4 separate regions of the Mus musculus genome follow, and all the other regions are linked to region 1. The links are chromatin contacts, called in public promoter capture Hi-C maps. All regions are on one chromosome and are shown on one strand. The core of a region is the stretch at or near the end of the contact, and the rest is flanking DNA. Distances in the headings are between cores, read along the strand shown.

Region 1 (2,535 bases), core at 27-2,526:
CCCCAGTATAGGGGAATGCCAGGGCCAGGAAGCGGGAGTGGGTGGACTAGTGAGCAGAGGGAGGGAGAGAGGATAGGGGATTTTCGGAGAGGAAACTAGGAAAGGTAAATAAAGAAAATAGCTAATTAAAAAAAACGAAACAGGAGTTGTTTGTGGTCTTGACCAGTACAGTAAAAGAATACTGAAAGTAATACTTTGGACCTAAACAAACTTTTTTCCTAGCAGAAATGTATGAAGGAGGAGACTAAACTTGGATATGCAGCAACTGACAGCATTATTAAACGTTTCAAATATCTTTGACACATGTCGTGCCTGTCATTAGGTAGAGGTTCCTAATCCACAAAGACCTTTCTTGAGTAGGACAAGACAGGCATTGTTTTATCCAGATGTGTCATAATAAGAGTGGTGTCAAAATCTGGGGATGTACAAGCATCGTTGGGTGGTGTGCTAATTAAAGTTCATATTCGTGGTCCCGGTGAGGTAGAGGAGCAGGCTGTTTTGGAGGCAGGGGCAGATGACTGTGAATTTGAGGTCAGCCTAGTCTATACAGCAAGCTCCGGGTTAGCCAGGGCCGGCCACAGTGAGATTCTGTCATAATAATAATAATAATAATAATAATAATAATAATGAGATTCTGTCTCAATAATAATAACACAACATATTCGTGAAGAATATTTTTTTAATTTTTTAAATGCCCCAGGTCCGTATGAAGACCGCAAACAAGTATCTTTCACACACTAAAGCAGACAATTTGCAGCCCTAGAAATTATTTAAATCTTAAGTCACGCCAATGACACTCTCCAGGTCTCTCTCTACGACTCCTTTCCTTCAAAGTGCCTCACCCACCCCGCAAAGTGGAAGAGCAAATAAAAGATCAACCCCTTCACTTCGCTTTCAGTCTGTTAACTGTGGACTCCGTTTCACCACACTCCATTTTCCTCCACCCCGGGGTCGAAGCGCCACCCTTCCCCCACAGCCCCTTCCACGGCCCCGCGGCCCACGCCGCCCTCCGCGCCCCAGGCTCCTCCCGCCCGGTTCCTAGCTCCGAAGCCTCCGGACCTTCTGTCCGCTCCCCCGGCCCCCCGCGGGCCAGACCCCAACACCACACCTTACGGCCGCTCCATGAGTCGCTCCCCCTCCTAGCTGGGGGAGGGGTGGCAGCCGGAGACCCTAAGGCCTGCACTGCATTTTGAAACTGCGAGCAACGGCAGCACCACTTCCGGCCTCTCAAACCCAGCGTTCGCAAGAGCTTCCGGGGAGGCCGGGGGAACCATAGAGCGGACCCTGGAGGACTAGAGAGCTAGAAAGGCTGAAGAATCTACCATTGAGTACACACTAGTCCGGGAAGAGAGCCTCCGGACCTCCGAGGTCAGACAGAGATAGTTTTCTATTTTATTTTACTATTGAGTCAGGGATTCTCTGTGTAGCTCTAGCTGTCCTGGAATTCACTATGTAAACCAGACTGCCTCCCGAGTGCTGAGATTTAAGGCTTGCCACAGCATACCTTGCTTGCATAAAGAGGTTTTGAAAGAAAATAGAGGCTGGTCGTGGTGGCGCACGCTTTTGATCCCAGCACTTGGGAGGCAGAGGCAGGCGGATTTCTGAGTTCGAGGCCAGCCTGGTCTACAAAGTGAGTTCCAGGACAGCCAGAGCTATACAGAGAAACCCTGTCTCGATCGAAAAAAAGCGCCGCAAGACCGGGGGGGGGGGGGGGGGGGGTTAAGCGAAAACCCTGCCACAAGAAGCGAAAGTATGAGCTGGGACGGCCCGCTGCCAACACGAAGATTGGCCCTCGCCGCATACACACAGTCCAAATTCGAGGAGGCAATAAGAAGTACCGTGCCCTGAGATTGGATGTGGGGAACTTTTCCTGGGGCGCTGAGTGTTGTACTCGCAAAACAAGGATCATTGATGTTGTCTACAATGCATCCAACAACGAGCTTGTCCGCACCAAGACCCTAGTGAAGAACTGCATCGTGCTTATTGACAGCACGCTGTACCGACAGTGGTACGAGTCCCACTATGCACTGCCCCTGGGCCGCAAGAAGGGGGCCAAGCTGACTCCTGAGGAGGAAGAGATTTTAAACAAAAAACGATCAAAGAAAATTCAAAAGAAATATGAGGAAAGGAAAAAGAATGCCAAAATCAGCAGCCTCCTGGAGGAGCAGCTCCAGCAGGGCAAGCTTCTCGCCTGTATTGCCTCACGACCAGGCCAGTGTGGCAGAGCAGACGGCTATGTGCTCGAAGGCAAGGAGCTGGAGTTCTATCTGCGGAAGATCAAAGCCCGGAAAGGCAAATGAGCCTCATGCGTAGTGTAATAAAGGTGTCTGCTGTTCTATTAAAAAAAAAAAAAAAAAAAAAGACAACTTCCATATCCCATCTCTAGTCTTCTCATTTCCCTACAAGCTAACCCTTCCTGATCCTTTGACTACTTTTCTTTTTTTTGACATGTCAATGAGCCAGCTTACTCCCTGGTCGTTATTTTCTGGACAAGAATTTGTGTTAAGATGTGGATCCCAGAAAGAGATGTTTTTT
Region 2 (2,535 bases), core at 11-2,510, 710 kb before region 1:
TTTTCACAGACTACTCAGAGTGGAGAGGCAAGCTGGCAGAAGATAGGGCACTAAACTAGCTATACAGTTTCCATGGACCGTCCGAACTTAGAGAAGGCTGATTCCCGGTGGATGGTCTCTGGCTACAGAGAGCTCCAAGACAAGGAGATACCAGTTATTCCCTCTGAAAAGATTCAAAGGGCAAACAGAAGTAGGAAAATGGGCAGAGAGTAGTTTTTTTTTTAATTTGATAATTGAGGACGTAGTCCTCTTTGATCCTCTGCCAAGTCCTAAAGATACAGCTAGAGATGAGGTCCTGCAGATGAGGGAGGGATGCCTGCCCGGAATAGCTAGAATTAGGGAAGTCCTCTTGTCCTGTACTCTTTCCCTATAGGCCAGTATCTGAATTCCAGGCTTTCTTGCCAGCTGTGTGGCAGAAGTAAACTCACTTTCTACATCGGAAAGGGGGGTCTGGACATAGCCTTCCAGGCCCCTTAAATGCAGCCAAATCTTATGCCCAACCTCCTGCTCTTTTGAAAAAAAAAAAAAATCCACTGGGAGGAAACCCTGGGACCAAGACACTCCTTACAGATTTAGGAGCTCGTGGATGTAAGTCCTTGGAATGTGATGTGCTTTTTTCACAATTTATGGAGATCCACAAGGCCACCACATCTTGAGGGAATCCACGCAACCCTACAAAGTAAGGATTTCCCAGGCCTGTTGGATTCCAGAATCCAATTAAGGTTGGTGGAATCCAAGCAGAGTGAACATGGAGTCAGGACAGCTCTCTACCAGTGCTTAGCTGGCGTCAGTCTCCAACCCATTCCATCTCCCTATTCACTTTCTCCTTTATGGACCTCAAGAAGTTATCAAAAGGCTTTTCAGATTTTGAGCTTGGAAGAAACAATTTACTGCATGTGGAGAAATACTTCGGGACTTTCTAGTGCCCTTAGATTGTCCCTTGCCAACCGAGAACACAGCACAATAGCACAAGGTTGGCGTCATTCAGAGACTAAAGCAATTCAGAGAGCCTTCAATCCTAAAGACTGGCACTTCGGTATTAATTCGGCTCTGCCTCCATTCTCGCATTCCTGGGCCTCGGGTCCAAGTGGGCGGGGCCCCATTCACACCTTTCCGCGCCTAGCCAAGGGGAGGAACGGGGCAGGAGAGGGTGAACCAATGCGAGAGGTTTTGGTCACGAGCCGCCGGCAAGTCGGCCAATGGGACGCAGGGGCGTGGTCAGGACATTCCCCCTCGAAACGTTTTATAGCAATTCGGAACGCGGGGCTTTCTAGCGTGCTCGGGTGCGGCTGTGACCTCTGAGCCCGCGGCTCAGCGCGCGCTGCTACTGCTGCCCGACCCACTCCACCTCGCGGTCCCCGCACCATGGAGTCGGTGGCCTTACTCCAGCGCCCGAGCCAGGCTCCCTCGGCCTCCGCCCTGGCCTCGGAGAGCGCCCGGCCGCTGGCGGACGGGCTCATCAAGTCGCCTAAACCTCTGATGAAGAAGCAGGCGGTGAAGCGGCACCATCACAAACACAACCTGCGGCACCGCTACGAGTTCCTGGAGACGCTGGGCAAGGGCACCTACGGGAAGGTGAAGAAGGCACGAGAGAGCTCGGGGCGTCTGGTGAGTGTCCCTCGCGGCTCCCGGCTCTCGGGAGCTCACAGCGCGTCCCTTGCGGTGTCCTCGGCTGCGTTGCCAGGCGCGCGCATTTTAGATGTGTCTGTCCGTGGTTTTCAGGACAGTGCTCATCTGTCCTGAACCTTAGCTTCACTAGATGCCTGTAGTTTGAGAAGACGGAGCTTAACTTGAATTTTGACGGGAACAAACGTCAACAGAGTAGAATGGAAGGAGGAAGTTGAAAGCACCAGTTCTTAGTAGATGGATGAGGTGTGGAGATCTTTAACTCTGACTTGACACTTTGGGGCCTTTCCAGCCGAAATGAAGCTAAGTTTGGTTGGGATAGGTTTTTATTCTGGGAAATGTAAAAGCAGGCCCAAATGTCAGGTCCACTCCCAGCACTCCAGCCACATCTTTGGATGTGAGGCCTTTGGGGAACTTGCCCTTTTGATTTACGCATGTGTAATCGTAATAATAATCCGTAACTCTGAGCAAGTTCCTCCATCTCTGTTTTCTGTTTCCCCTTCTGCAAAAATAGAGAGAACACAGCCTGTCTCACAAGCTGCTTGGAAAAAATAAGATATAAATGTGAATGCACTTGAGCCCTGATCACAGATCCTGTGTTGAGAATGAATACTCCTATCTGGAAACCTCCCCTTGGAAGGACAGCAAATTTACCAAAAGTTACACAACAATGTTTCTTCCACTCTAGTTCAGTGGGCCTGAGTATTAGCTGGCTACTTGTTTAAAATGTGCAGTCTCTCATTTTCCACCAAGGGAACTATTTTATAAAAGGTCTATAATTCACATTTTCGCAAGGCTCAGAGCAGGTGGTTTAGGGAGAACATTTGGCAGGTCCAGTGGATGCTGTTTGTAAGGGGGTGTGTATGTACAGCCATCATTTGCCCTATTGACTATGGGAATGGTCCCCTC
Region 3 (2,535 bases), core at 15-2,514, 630 kb before region 1:
CCCAGTTGTGAGCTGGCCTAAGGAGCCTGAGCTGGCAGTCCCGATGGTAACTCCAGCAAAGGCGCATTATTTATCCTGGCTGCTGCTGTAATTGATACAGAGATGTATTCAATACAGCTCGCCAATAGTCTGGAAGACCTCGGGCTGGAAAATAAACAGCTCCATGTGAACGGTCCTTTCCAATTCTGGTTCTAGCTGCCGGCTCAGCATGTGTGCAACTTGAACCGAGGCCCCAATCAGCCCAGGCTCTGCCCTGCCACCTGTCAGTTCTCCACCCTGGGGGTTGGTTCAGGAGGCAGAGAGGGATCTCCAAGCACTAGCTTAACCTCTGGCTCCACCTAACGGCAAGACATCTACACCCCCCTTTCATAGATGGACAAACTGAGCTTCGTTCAGGAAGATGCTCAAAAAAAAAAAAAAAAAAAAAAATCCGCACTCGGAGGAGGCTAATTGGCATAGGAAGGTAACGGTCACCTATTTAGCTTCCCAAGCTACAATCTTCTTCTCTAGCCTTCCTACAGAAGGGAGAGTACTGTGAACTTTCTAAGTTAGCATCTTAGATCTCGCCAGCCCTTTGTCTGCAAAATAGGGTTTCACACACGTTCTTCAAACAATCTCAGATGAGTGAGTCATTAGAACGTTTGCTGAATAATGAAGAACACAGAGGACTGAGATGGAGCTGATAGACAGGAACAAATGGTGCCTAGCTTCCCCCTCCGAACCTAGCCGAACATCATTCATCCTCTCTGACCTTTGCGAGCTTCCCCATCACTTTTATTCGGTTAAGACACTTCTGCGAGGGGTGGGGGAAGCTACGTGGCGGGCTGGGCTTGCCTGGAGACGGTCTGCGCTCACCTTTAAATCAGGAGGCTTGCTTCGGGGACCCGGGTTGGGTGCCACCGCAGCGCCAGCATCTGAAGTTGGCCCGCCAGCGGAGTTAGCACTCGAGGCCTCCCCATGCCGGAGGTCCGCGCCTGGCAGAAGGCAAGCAGCGTCTTCCATCCCAGCCCCATCCTCCTCGCCCTGCTGTTGCTGCAGCTCGTCCGATTTGCACCTCTTCATGGTGTAAGTGGGTCGGCAAGGGGAATCTGTCCTTCTAGCGTGCTATCTTGGGGAGAGACCGCACCCCCCTCTTGCACTCAAAAGACCTGGGGTTTAAATTATGGACGAGGGGAGTAGGCAGATCACGAGTTCTTGAATTTAAGAAATTATCTTTTTAAAGGAGGATGAGGGAGGGGCGAAGAGGGGGAGCCTTAGGATAGTTCATTCCGACCTGGGGAGCGGAGGCAGGTCGCGGGCGAAGCCGGGCTGCAGCGGTCCTTAGGCAGTCACTGGCGCGGGAGGGGGGCCGCTCCCGACCCCCAAACTTTCTGCCTCAGGGCCCCGCAGGGCGGCGGGGAGCTGGACCACACCGCGCATCCCCGCCCGCAGGCCGGACTGCTGGGCCAGGCAGGGCACGCGGGAGCCGGCCGGGCGGGTCCCATAGGGCCGCCCTGGGCACCCGGCCCCGCCGCCGCCCGCCGCCCGCCGCCGCCCCGCATGGGCCTGCCTCCTCCCGCCCCGCGCCCCGCTCCTCGTCAGCAGCCGCGCAAGGCTGCGGCCACAGCCCGCCGCGAGCGCGGCCTACCCCGCCCGGGCCTCCGCCCGCCAGCGCCAGGGCGAGGCGAGCGCAGATGGCGCCGCCCGCCAATGGGAAGGCCGGAGGGCTGCGCAACGGCGCGCGGACACCGCTGTAGGCTTGGTTGCACCGCGCGTCCCCCGGGAGGGTCTGGAGGGCTGAGGCTGTGTTGGAGCTCAGCTCTGTGCCGGCTTTGGAGCCACCTCTCCCAGGCTAGGCCTTCACGATCACCCCGCCCATTCGCTTTGTTGGGGGACACATTAAGTGTTTATCATCACTCCCCTAACTCTGCACCTTATATTATATGCATCCCTTCAGTTAGAGACAAGCTAGTCCCTTCTAGAATAGGTGGTTTGGGTCGCAAACCCATGCCTACCTTCATAGCTACAAAAGCAAAGGAGAGGGACTGTTCTGCTACATCCCCTCTTTCTCTGTTTTAAATACACATCTCATAAGAACGCAGGCTTTATGTTTAGAAACTCAGTGCCCAAATACATGCTCACCAGAAGCAGCTTTTTAAAAGGAATGGGTATTAATGGTAGGTATTAATGATATGTACTGAAGACTGGAAAAAGAATGTTACATTTGCCCCATACTATTGCTAAGCAGTTTGGAAGATGAGAGCAGATGGAGCTACCAAAAAATGGAGAGTAGTAGTATTCTACTCTATTAATTCCTATTCGTTCTGCAAACTGTATGCCTTCTTTGGCATGGATGGGTTGCCCTTATTCAGCATCCAGTAGTTCTTAAGGCATAGACTGGACCCTGCATCATCACCATCGTAGTCATCATCATCATCACCACCACCAGGGAACCAGACAGAAATACGAATTCCTGGATACAACTAAATCAGAAGTCATGGACCCAAAGATCCATGTTTCACAAGCCCGTCGGGTAATTCTCACACAAGGTAACAT
Region 4 (2,535 bases), core at 18-2,517, 610 kb before region 1:
GATTCTTCCTCCAACCTAAGGTTTCTCTCCACTGATCCCCTAACTAGAAATCTTTGTGATGACTCATCCTGCATTGCTTTGTTAGAATAGAGACAGGGTCTCACTATGTATGTAGCCTTGTCCATTCTGGAACACACTCTGTTGATCAGGCTGGCTTTGAACTCACAGAGACCTTCACGCCTCTGCTTCCAGAGTACTGAGTCTAAAGGCATACACCACCACACCCAGCCCATGTTCTATTTTTAAATAGTGCTCTTACACTATCAACCTTTTTTTTTTTTTTAATTTCCATTTGTGTTCTCACTTCTGTTTTACCAAGCCTTTTGGAAAGCAAGGGGAATACAACTTTGCAAAGAAGAGAAATGGCCAGAATGTGCAAAGGGAGGCGTAAATGGGAAGGAACACAGGGCTCCTTTTTTGCAGCTAGCCTACCTTAAAGTGCAGGCTCATTTGAATGCGTGATCTTTTAAAAAGTGCAACAAGTTACAGGTTAAAGCCTTCACATTTCACATTGAGCCCAAGTTACTCAAAGTTCAATCAGGTGAAGAGGTGACTGGTGTCAAGTTCTGTCCCGTTTGTGGCTTGTGTGTCATGGAGTCCGTGACAGTCTGCGTCGATGGAAGTCTGGCACACTGACAGAAGCCTTGTTAAGATAATCAGTTTAGAAGGCTACTAACTTCAACTTCCCCTTACCCCTGCCGACTGTACAAGAAATCAACTGTCCTTTCTCTTAGGTCTCACCCACCCTTTCACACCCCTACCCCCTTTCCACATCTAGAGCAGGAAAAAAAAAAAAGAAAGAAAGAAAGAAAGAAAGAAAGAAAAGAAAAGAAAAAGTAGACTGTAACACAAACAGTAGAGTTTTCACTATTCTCCGGGTATTTTCAACCAATTCTCTATTATCTGTTGTAACCATTTGGGGTAACCACAGACATATTTTGTCCTCGGCCTTATTTCCTTCTACTTATTAAAATCTTTCTTTCTCCTAGATTTGAGGTACCCCATTTCTGCCGGGGTTCATACTCTGCGGGTTCTGCCTTTCCTTAGGAATTCGTGTACAGTGCAAGAACACCTTTTAAACGAGAAGAGTGTAAGCACAGGGATCAGTAGGGTCCACCCGCTAGCTTGCTTCCCTGTGGGCGTTGTGGCATTCCACCCAGCCCAGACTACAAGTCCCAGGAGCCCGCGCAGCGACGGTGCCTCTGTGAGCTCGTCCCTGGCTCCGCTGGGGAGCGGAGTAAGGTTCTGGCCGGAGCCAGGCGCTCTGGCTGCTCAGCCGCGGCAGTGACGGAGGCTGGAGGCCGCGCGGAGCGCCGGCAGGGGCGTCGGGAGGCGGATTCCGCCTTCTCTGAGCGCTAGGGGGCGGGAGGAGGGGGCCGGGCCAGCGGCTCAGCCAGCCGCGAAGACAGCTGGCTGAGCGATGGAGGCCGACGGGCAGTCATGGGCCGGCGAGTCCGTGTCGGGCCCGGGTCCCGGAGGCGGCGGAATGATCCGCGAGCTGTGCCGGGGCTTCAGCCGCTACCGCCGCTACCTGGGACGGCTGCGGCAGAACCTGCGAGAGACCCAGAAGTTCTTCCGCGACATCAAGTGCTCCCACAGCCACAGTTGTCCCTCCTCCCCCGCGGGCGGCGGAGCGGCCGAGCTTGGCCCTGCCGGCGACGTCGCCGAAGCCCCGCTGCCGGCGGGTAAGGACAGGCCCGATGGAGAGAGGAAAATCGGAGGGTGGCATCTCCGTCAGCAAAACAACTCCAGGAGGAGGCGGCCAGTAGGAGAGGGCCGCGGGGCGGCGCGAGGCCTGGGCCTCGGGGATCTTAGATGAGGTGGGAGGATACCCTGGGGAGAGGTGGCAAGGGCTCGAGACCGGGAGGCAGAATTCGAAAAGGCTAAGCGGAGAGGTGAGAAAGTTGCTTTGAATTGGGGTGCTTGGTATGGGGACCGAGTCCCCGGTTAGGTGTTAGGTTGGGTGTTTCTGAAGTCTCTGGGCGCCTTCGGACTGCACTGGTATGTGAGTGTGTGAGCGCGCGGGGTTTGGGTGTGTAAAGTGCTTGCAATCCAGTCAAGAGGCAGCCCTGCGAAGATGTCCTCTAAATAGGATTTGGAGTTGCCAAAGAAAAGGATATTTAATGGGTGTTAGAAATTAATTGGTCAGAGATGTTACTTATGGTGAAGGAGTTAAGAAATGTTTTGTTGTTGTTTTTGTTGTTGTTATTGTTGTTGTTGGGAGTGGAGTGGAGTGGGGCGGCCCTGAGCCCTTGAAAAACTTGCCCTTCTTGACTTGATTCCCCCCTCTCCTCCAACCCCTCGGGATGTATCAGAGGCCTCAGATCACTTTAAATACTGCAAGATCTTTGATCCTCCTTGAACTGCAATTGGTGGGGAACTAGAGGGTTTAACTTTTACCACCTTCTCCTTAGGAAGTTGATGAGAGAAGCCACTGACTTTCCATGTGGGTAGGTAGACGGGGCACAACCTAACAGCAGGTATGTCCTTGGTTTGCCTTTAGTGATTCTCGAGCTGCAGTGTAGATTAAAATAA

Evidence for each region. Capture Hi-C pulls out chosen DNA fragments and counts their contacts.
Region 2: a contact with region 1 is called in a promoter capture Hi-C map of adipose tissue. The contact joins the promoter of Nuak2 here to the promoter of Mdm4 in region 1. A contact is called at or near these places in 1 of 115 datasets of contacts at active chromatin or transcription factors (pancreatic cancer cells) and 1 of 9 other capture datasets (adipose tissue).
Region 3: a promoter capture Hi-C map of adipose tissue shows a contact between it and region 1. The contact joins the promoter of Tmcc2 here to the promoter of Mdm4 in region 1.
Region 4: a contact with region 1 is called in a promoter capture Hi-C map of adipose tissue. The contact joins the promoter of Dstyk here to the promoter of Mdm4 in region 1. A contact is called at or near these places in 1 of 39 promoter capture datasets (cranial neural crest), 1 of 115 datasets of contacts at active chromatin or transcription factors (astrocytes) and 1 of 9 other capture datasets (adipose tissue).

Annotation. Positions count from the first base shown.
Region 1 is chr1:133,024,140-133,026,674 of GRCm38.p6, forward strand. Mdm4 (transformed mouse 3T3 cell double minute 4) reads right to left here and starts at 1,277. Exons shown (of 11, transcript NM_001302801.1): 1 at 1,109-1,277. It also overlaps the pseudogene Gm29257.
Region 2 is chr1:132,314,865-132,317,399 of GRCm38.p6, forward strand. Nuak2 (NUAK family, SNF1-like kinase, 2) reads left to right here and starts at 1,261. Exons shown (of 7, transcript NM_028778.4): 1 at 1,261-1,608. The coding sequence starts at 1,366.
Region 3 is chr1:132,390,122-132,392,656 of GRCm38.p6, forward strand. It overlaps Tmcc2 (transmembrane and coiled-coil domains 2), which reads right to left and starts at 1,265. Exons shown (of 5, transcript NM_178874.3): 1 at 856-1,265. The coding sequence starts at 1,062.
Region 4 is chr1:132,416,186-132,418,720 of GRCm38.p6, forward strand. Dstyk (dual serine/threonine and tyrosine protein kinase) reads left to right here and starts at 1,268. Exons shown (of 13, transcript NM_172516.4): 1 at 1,268-1,685. The coding sequence starts at 1,421.